Regions from separate parts of the Cricetulus griseus genome. Here region 1 is linked to region 2. Evidence: chromatin contacts called from public Hi-C data. All regions are on one chromosome and are shown on one strand. The core of a region is the stretch at or near the end of the contact, and the rest is flanking DNA. Distances in the headings are between cores, read along the strand shown.

What was found. A called contact is a pair of places that touch in the nucleus more often than the background predicts.
Region 1: a Hi-C map of the CHO-K1 cell line shows a contact between it and region 2, with 4 times the contacts expected there. The contact joins the promoter of Ugcg here to the enhancer-like site in region 2. A contact is called at or near these places in 2 of 8 Hi-C or Micro-C datasets (both in the CHO-K1 cell line).

What each region holds. Positions count from the first base shown.
Region 1 is chr2:84,637,890-84,642,209 of CriGri-PICRH-1.0, forward strand. It overlaps Ugcg (UDP-glucose ceramide glucosyltransferase), which reads right to left and starts at 1,984. Exons shown (of 9, transcript NM_001246692.1): 1 at 1,887-1,984. The coding sequence starts at 1,984.
Region 2 is chr2:84,501,571-84,506,400 of CriGri-PICRH-1.0, forward strand. All of the region lies in intron 17 of Susd1 (sushi domain-containing protein 1), which reads left to right. Among named protein-coding and RNA genes, the nearest start is that of Susd1, 120 kb to the left of the region's middle. Within about 2 kb of position 1,566, at least 6 of the 6 cell types and tissues checked have open chromatin away from gene starts, as enhancers often do. A contact at or near this core is called in the CHO-K1 cell line, where this site is marked.

The DNA of each region.
Region 1 (4,320 bases), core at 734-3,233, 140 kb after region 2:
TTGCCCAACATGCAGAAGGCCCTTCGTTTGGCTCCCAGCACAGGAAAAAGTTAAGAAATACAAATAAAATCATTACAATGCTGCTTAATAAACTGGAATCAACTGAATTTCTTATCGGTAACAACAAATAAATATTAATAGCTCATAAGCTAAAATGCTATGCATCTAACTCAAACATTGAAGAGAGCTCACACATTTGTTGATATGGAAAAGACAAGGATCAGGTCACTTTGAAGGCAAAGTTCCCTATGAGCAGTAGCCTGGAGTATTTGGTTCTTTGTGCCTACTTCTAGCACCTAGAACAGTGCCTTGCACTGCTTCTCAAAAACCACTCACTAAGTAGGTGAGATTTTAAAACAGCCATGGTATATACTCACTCATATATGGATTTTAGACCTAGAGCAAAGGAGTAGCAGCCTACAATCCACACCGACAGTCATGACTTGGTTTCCTCTCTCCCCCTTTGCCTGCCTTCTTCATATAAAAAAAATATATAATGGGGAATGTAGGCACAAAAAGTTAACAGGGTAATATTTTTGTATATGTTATAACTGTCTTCTTTATTCCTTTCTGTACTGTCTAAATTTCTTATATAGTAACTATTTTTTAAGAGCCTGTGTGGTTACAATAAATACAGCTTAAAAATTATAAAAGTCAGCAATGTCATACTGCCCGAGGTATGTTTTCTTTCACTTTCAAAAAAAACAAAACAAAACAAAAAAGTGTCAGCTTATCTTGTACAAGTGTCATCTTACTCGGTATCAGGAAATGGCACACCGAACAGAGAAAGGCATATCATTTCTATTGGGGTAAATGCATCTAAAAGTAACATCCTATTCTACCCTATTCCTACTCCCCCGACCCAGGATAAACCGCCAAGTGAGTTCATCTCTACACATTTATTTCATTTATTTACATAGACTTCATTTTAAAGATATTTCATTGAAGGATCACTGATATCATGTCTCTCCACTCCTTCACCCTGTTCTGTTTTATTCACCCTGTTCTGCTTTATAGGACATAACCTTTTTTTGGATTTTTTTTTTTTTATCATGTTTCATCCTTCTAGAAGGTAAGCTTCTCGAGGGCAGGAGTTTTGCTCTGCTGTCATCTCTGTGTCCTTAGTCCAATACTAGGTGGTATCTAGTAGGCCTTGGGAGCTACCTGTCAAATGAAAATTTCTATTTGGAGGGCAGGAAGAATACAACTCTAAACAAGCCAATAAATAAAGAATTAAGTAAGAAAGACGAGAGAAGAGAGAAAAGAGAGACAGGAGAGAGAGAGAGAGAGAGAGAGAGAGAGAGAGAGAGAGAGAGAGAGAGAGAGAGAGAGAGAGAAAGTAAGTCATACTGAAATGCCACTCTGATAGGACTGAAAGCTGTACACAGACTGGCTCCGAGACGTTTTTCCAGGCGGGCAGGTGCTCCACACCTATGTAAGCATACAGCTCTTCCAGGAAGGAGAAAACCCACAGGGACGTCTCAGGGTGGTGGTGAGCAGCTCCCGGAAGAGTGCTAAGGACCATCACCATAAGAGACGTGGCCCGCGCGGAGGGAGGGGGAAACCCCACAATACACCATACATCTTGGCCCTGATGTAAAAAAAGATCACACGAATCCCCTACACAATCAGACCAAGCAGGAAACCCTCCACCAGACACAGAAGCAGGCTCCTTCCCTAGGGCTCTGCAGTCGCCTGCAACCCAGAAGCCCTGTCGCGACACCAGCGCTATTCCCTCTCCAGGACCCCGCGCCGCACCGCCCCAAGGAGACCAAGGCGGGGGACGGTTTGAGGATCAGCTTTCTCTACCCCCGGAACCCGCTACCCTCCACGGCGCACACGCCTGCCAGCTTCGCTGGTCCCCAGGCCCCGACCCTCCAACTCACGTGTAGATGATGGACATGAAATGCATCAGCCACAGCACCACGAAGAGCACGAAGCCGAACAAGGCCATTCCCTCCTGGGCCAGGTCCAGCAGCGCCATCCCCCGGCCCGCTGGCCCGGCCCGGCCCGCTCCGGCCGCCGCGGACAGCGCTGCCGCGGGAGGAGGACGCGGGGGCTGCCGGGTGCGGGGCGCGGGCCGCGAGTGGAAGGTGGGAGAGGAAGGGCCGGCGGGGCGGCGGGGGCGTGCGGACGGAAGGGGCGGGCAGGGCCTGCGCGCCCCTGGCCGCTGAGCGCGCGCTCGGCACCGCGCGCTCCTCAACGTGCGCGCGCTGGGGGGCTGCGGGCGCAGCGCTAATCTCGCTGCGCGCTCTAGGCGGCCGTTGCCGCGCGCTCGGGCTCCTGTGGTCCAGACCCTCCCGACTGCCGCCGCCGCAGCCGCCGACCCGCTCGCTTGCTGCTGCTTCGCCTTCTGATCCGAACCCGCTGCCGGCGCCCGAGTCCCGGCACTGTGCGGTCCGCCCCGCCCCGCCCTCCGAAGCCCGCTGCCCGCCCCCCGGGGCGGCGCCCTCGCGCCTTGGTGCCCGCCCGCGCGCCCACGGGCGGAGCTGCCCCCGCGTGCTCGCCGCCCGGCAGTCACCAACCGCTGCTGCCACCCGCGCCCGTGCCCGCGCCCGCGCTCGCGGGTTCAATCTCCGTGTGCTCCCCGCACCGTCTCTAAGCAGCACGCGCCGCCTCTACACTTTCTCTTGGCCAAATCCGGAGGAGCCAAGAAGAGACTGTGTTATTTCAGGAATTCCCCAGGCTCAGAACTGGAAGAATCCCTTGATGCTGGCTGGAATCGCCCAAGATTGTGCGTCCACTAGGGCAGCTGAATGTAACTTGGCGAAGATGTAACCAAGAGAGTTAGGGAAATGTAGCCAGTTCAAGCAGGGCTGGGCTGTTACTATTGCCAGTACGGCGCGGAAGCCGACAAACCATCTCATTCATAAATCTCGTGTTATTTGAGGGAAGAATAGATTTTGGATATACTGGGTTAAATTACGTTACATTTTTTAAGGCTGTTAAAATGTTGCTAGGACTTAAACGTTTAATTACACGTGTACACGATGCTGAAATGGGGGAAATAAGGCTTGGCACTGTGTGGGAAGCCTGTATGTAGCCCAGTTACTTCTGGGACTGAGGCAGGAGGATTACCTGCACTTGAACATACATGTTCCAGGCCAGGCTGGGCAGATTCAGTGAATCCCTGTAGTGGAAAAACAAAACAGTATCCTAATTTTAAATCAGTCCTGGGAGAGGCTGGTAGTAATGTTTCCATTTGTTTCTTCAGCCTGGATACATTTATATTATTTAAGATTGTTCTCCCTCCATTGACCTCCCTCTATTGATGGTAGTTAATAATTGGGCAGCCTCAACTCCTCACTGGTGTGCACGCCTTTAATCCCACCATTTAGGAGCTAGAAGCAAAGAGACTTATGTGAGTTCGAGGCCAGCCTGGTCTACAAAGTTACACAGAAAAACTCTGTCTTGAAAAATCCAAATAAAATAAAATAATTGGGCAGCCTCAATCAATGATTTACATGATACATAAACTACAATTAGCTGGGCGTTGGTGGCACACACATTTAATCCCAGCATTCGGGAGGTGGAGGCAGGTGGATCTCTGTGAGTTCTACAGAGTGAGTGCTAGAACAGGCTCCAAAGCAATACAGAGGAACCCTGTCTCGAAAAACAAACCAACCGCCCCCCCCCCAGAAAAACCAAAAACCAAACCAAACCAAAACAAAAACAAAAAACCTACAATTACAAGAATTTAGGGTTTGCAATGTCGCGGTTCTGCTGGTGTAAAATCAGCAAGAAAGAATCATACTTAAAAATTAATTTCGAATTGTTGAGAGTTACTTGTTGATAGTTATAGCAGGATGGAATCCACACATGGAAATAGTAGCACATGCTTTTAAATGCCACGATTGTGATTAATCAATTCTAAGACCCAATTTTGAAGAATTCTTGAAGCATTTTTACGATTCCAAAATGGAAATGCATCTCATACTCAGTGGCATCGTACAAATAAAATAATAGGCCAGCTTTCTTTTTCTTAAAATGTGCTTGTTATGGGGGCTGGAGAGATGGCTCAGAAATGGTCCTCTTCCAGAGGAGCCCGGTTTAATTCCCACATGGCAGCTCACAACTGTCTAACTCCAGTTCCAGGGATCTGGCACCCTCTCACAGACATACATGCAGGCAAAACATTAATGCACACAAAATAAAAATAAATCATTAAAAAATAAAGTGTATGTGTTAGTGGTATACAAAACAATACTGCTTGTTATCAGTACTCCCTTGGACTTGGTCAATAGCATGAATTGCTCAATTTGTGCATTTTGTTGCATATTTCATTTTTCCAAATCTTTCCTGGACCCTTACAGTAAAATA
Region 2 (4,830 bases), core at 316-2,815:
ACCCAGCAGGTAGGCAGCCATCAGTTTTTTTTTTATGAAGAATGAAGCACTTAGTTAATATTTGTCAAATTAAATAAACAGAGAAAAATAGCAAGATACAAGTTTACGGTGAGTATGCAGGTGTACAGTCAGCCAGCTGTCTCCGCATCTGTGGAGTCCATCAGCTGCAGATGAAATATTCCAGAAAACAACAGCAGCTGTGCTGAAAATAGGCTGGCCTTTTCCCTTCTCATTATTCCTAAAACAATATGCTATGTGCATAGCATTTGCATTGTTCTCACCATTCTAAGTAATCCAGAGACAAATAAAAAGTACAAAATAAGCTGTAGACAGGTTATGTTCAAACACACTTCATGGGAGGCTTTAATATTAAAAAATTCTGATATCTTAGGGGAGGATTTTCTGGAATAAATCCCCTAGGGATATTGGGGATTTCTCTCTCTCTCTCTCTCTCTCTCTCTCTCTCTCTCTCTCTCTCTCTCTCTCTCACACACACACACACACACACACACACACACACACACACACTAAAACACCCCCAGAGTTGTGGTGAGTAGAATTATAAGGTAGTCTCTCACATTGATGGACCCTGGTGATTCATTCAAAGGCTATTCTAAGTGATGCTATGGGGAGGCATTTTGAGGTTGAGTCTTCAGCAAAGTGAGTATTCCAATAGTCCTAACCTATCACACAAGCCCTTGAACCTGGGTCTACAGGTCAGGGACTAGGAAAAGCCTAAGACTGAGACGGGTTTGACACCAGGAGTTAGTTTCCTGCTAATGTTGAAAAGCCACATGGCAAGGGAGGAGAAAAGAGCCTTTGCTGACAGATCATAAGAAAACAAGGACCATAGATAGTTCTGTAGCTTCAAGGGGCTGAATTTAGCTGACAGTGAGAATGAACTTGAGAGCAGATTCTTCCCCAGAGCCTCCAGAAGGAAAGGCAGGGCTTTCAGCACACGGAGACCAGCGCTGTAAAGGTGCTGAGTTGAGAACCTGTCAGAGTGTATCTGAACCCGGAACCACAGAACAGCTGTGAGCGAATCATTGGACGAATGCAGTATTGTTGCTGCTTTATCAAACATTAATTACCTGTGAATTTATTTCCCGCTTTGCTCCCCTTTTCTAAACCCCCCCACCCCCACTGCAGGGAGCTCAAATAGGAAGACTGGAGAATAACAAAGATAGGTCAAACACTGAATCCTCACTCTTGTTCTCCCATGTTCAAAGTGAAGCACCAACTGCTCTCTGCACATGTATGACCCAAGCCAACCTGAGTCATGGTGCCAATTTATTTGTACTATTTGATGGCAACAGTTGCTTTCAGGAAATGACCATATACCTGTGTACAGTTCTGAAAACAACATGTCCACACCCAGAGGAAGTCGTCAAGGTTGTCCCAGGGTCTAACTTCCTCTTCAGCACCTGTGGTCTCTCAGTGAAGGATTAAAGAGAGGCCGTTTACTGTTTACTCGCTGAGCAGAGAGCCTCTGTGGAGAAGAGGGTTACGGTTCAAAGCTATTTACTTTCTCTCAGAATGACTAACACAGCACATGACTCACTCAGCTGAGTTTCCAAGAGAATAGTCTACAGATGATTCAGAAGGGAAATAAAAGGTCCCACAGCATGAGACTGTGGAAGGGAGGGGAGCCAGAGAATGGCAAGACCATAAAAATACTATAATTCAAATTGGCCACTTGTAAATTTTATTAGTAAGGCATTCTCAGAGGAAGAAGCCATGTGGCTACACCCCCTGAGTGTGCTTAGACTGAGAGTTTGTATACAGAGTGAACTGAAAAAACCTGTCACCAAGAACTTGAATCATGCTGGGAGCCCAAGTCCAAATTATGCTATGCAAATAAATCAAATTTATGCATGTATCTGTGTCTGTGAGTGTGTGCCGTTTGAGTGTGGTACCCTCAGAGGTGAGATGAGAGTGTCATGTTCCCTGGAGCTGAGGTACAGCTGACGGTGAGCTGCTGGGCTCTTACTCACTCACGTCATCCACCTCACCAGGCCCAGAGACCATTTTTCAATAATAATGTCTATAGCGAGGAATAGCTGGACCCACTGCTGAGGCAGACACTGCAGGTGGATGGTCAGGGAAGCTGGGTTCCTCAGCTCCTGCTCTGCCTCTGTCCTTTTGGATTGTGAGGGGGTAAGGTCTTTCTACCTATAAGAACCCCATCAGAGCAGTTTCACACAATTTTCAAATAAGACAGATAACCAAGTGCAGATGACCTTTGTGAGATCTGGAAGAGAAGTCTAGGGCTGGGGAGTGGACAAGGACTTTGTACAAAGGAGGCGCCACCAAAAGTGTTCCTGAAGATAGCTTGAGGTCAAGGGCAGGCCAGATCTTCAGGTGATGGCTTGGCTCTCTGATAGCAACAGTGACAGTGATTCTAGTGAGTCAGCACAGAGCATGAGATCACTTAGGTGTCTCTCCTTTCCTTCTTCCACAGACTCACTCCCTGGCCAAGGAAGTAGGGTGGAAAACTGTGTGTTTTGACTTCTGTTAACAGTTAACAACACCCCTGTGGACACATTGGTTTGGGCAGGCTGTATATGGGCCTAGAAATGGGCGGGATAACGATGCAAAGCTGACGTCGCCTCACTAGTAACTCCTGATGAACAAATAGCAAATCCAGAACCCACACAGCGTGAACTCCAGTACATGTTTTTATTTATCAAAGATTAAAATGTGCAGGAAGCACATAGTGAAAATACTGATAACGAGAACTAGAGAGGAGGAAGGGTTAGCTGCATGGCGTACTCAGTGAAAGTGCCAGCCCTCACCCCCACCCCATCTCCAATGCTGAATGCTCACTCCCTCCCCCATCTCTCTTTCTCATACTTACACCTTTGTTTGTTTTTGTTTTGTTTTGAGACAGGATTTCTCTGTGTAGTCCTGGCTGTCCTGGAACTCGATTTATAGACCAGGCTGGCCTTGAACTTATAGCTCTGCCTGCCTCTGCCTCTCAAGTGCTGGGATTAAAGGCAGCATTTTCTCTTACAAACCTAAAACTTCACTAATAGTGCAAATGGAGCTTTTTAGCCCTACTAATGGCAGTTTCGTGTATATAAAATACATGCTTTTGAATGTAGTTAAGTTTATAAGGCTCCCAATTTAAATATAGTTAAATAATTTATTAAATAATTAAATGATAAATATTATTTAATTAAAATTAAATAATTTTAAATAATTATATTTAAAATAAATATATCAAACAATTCTCACCCACTTTAATAGTATATAAATAACAACATTTTTCAGTTATTTTATATTTCAATTTAAGTATTTACTGAATTTTTTGTTGGTAATATAGAATAAGCTTTAGTGATCAAAATCACTTTATACTAATTAGCCACTTTTTTTCTCCTTCCCAGTTATAGAATAATGGTAACAATAGTTAACAGTAGCGGACATTTGTTGATTGAATGCTAGGTGGCTGGTGCTGTGTGGCAAATCATTATTTCTCACAGTAACCCTGGAAGGTGGGTACTGTTGTTACAGTTTCCATGTGCTTAGAGTATCCCTCAGAGTGAAAACATAAACACACAGTGGTTGATGAGCTGAAGTTCCACTGGTAGAGAGGGGTGGTGTTGAGATAAAGACTTGGACATCATCATTCCAGTGTTCAACTGTGAAATGGCTTGATGGAGTTGGCTTTGTTCTAGCATATTCTTCCCAACATTCTACTGTCTTTGTGTCTGATGATCAAGTCTACCCATATATAAGATACAAATAACTTTCAATTTCCCCATTGCTCCTCTTTCCATTTGATAATTTAGCGTCTTAAAGTGTCGAGATTCTCTTGGTCTGAATATACAAGGTACGATTCTTTTTCTTTTTTTGGTTGTTACTCTGAGATAAGGTCTTACTATGCAATCCAGTTTGACCTCAAACTCATGATTCTCCTGCCTCAACTTCCCAAGTGTTGGGGTCATAAATGTAGACCATATACCTGGCCAGTCCATGTTTTTCTAGAAAGTCTTGTGACAACACACCCTGGGACAGTGAGTTTTGCTTTACTATTAAAAGTGGTGTGTTCCATGGCTGTGCTTGCAGGTGCCAGGGATCCTACAGAATTTCCACTGGGACCAAATTTCCCTTAAGTTGATCATAGACATCTGAGCTGTGCTTACTTCCTCTGTGCCTTGGACCCTCATCTGTAAAGAGAGAATAAAATTTTCAGTATAAGCATTCATTAGGAGATGTATGGGTGTTTTTATCATGGTAACACAGTAACTGAACAAATAGCTTCCATAGGTGAAAAGCTTATTTGGGCTTGTAGTTCTGGAGGTGTCTGTCTATAGTCAACCAGCTCCATTGCTCTGGCTTAAATGAGGCAGCACAAAATGTACTGGAGGAGGTGGCTCACCTCATGGTACCCAGGAAGCAAAGAGAGGAAAGGCAAGCCCAAGCCAGTCAGCCCCCTTCTGCATCTGTTCATCTAGGCCCTCAGCTTATTGGGTGGTGATGTCCATATTCGGGGTAGGTCTTCCTGCTCAGTTCCTGTCTCACAGACATACCCAGGAGTGTAGTTTCTTAACCCTGCAGGTGTCTCTCAGCCCAATCAAATTGACATTTAGGATTAACTACCACAGGAGACTGAGTTAACCTGTGTGAGGTGCTTACAGCAGTGCGTCCCACACAGAGACGGCTGTTTTCCAATAAAAACAGAGCCTTTGCTGAAGTCACGGACTCTAAGTCTCTTGACCCAAATGTGTACCACAAATGTGGGTGTTTTTCGGTTTGCAATCAGGGATCTCCCTGGAGTTGTCATGTGACATTCCCCAAATAGAACATGTGTTCCAAATGCTTTTACAT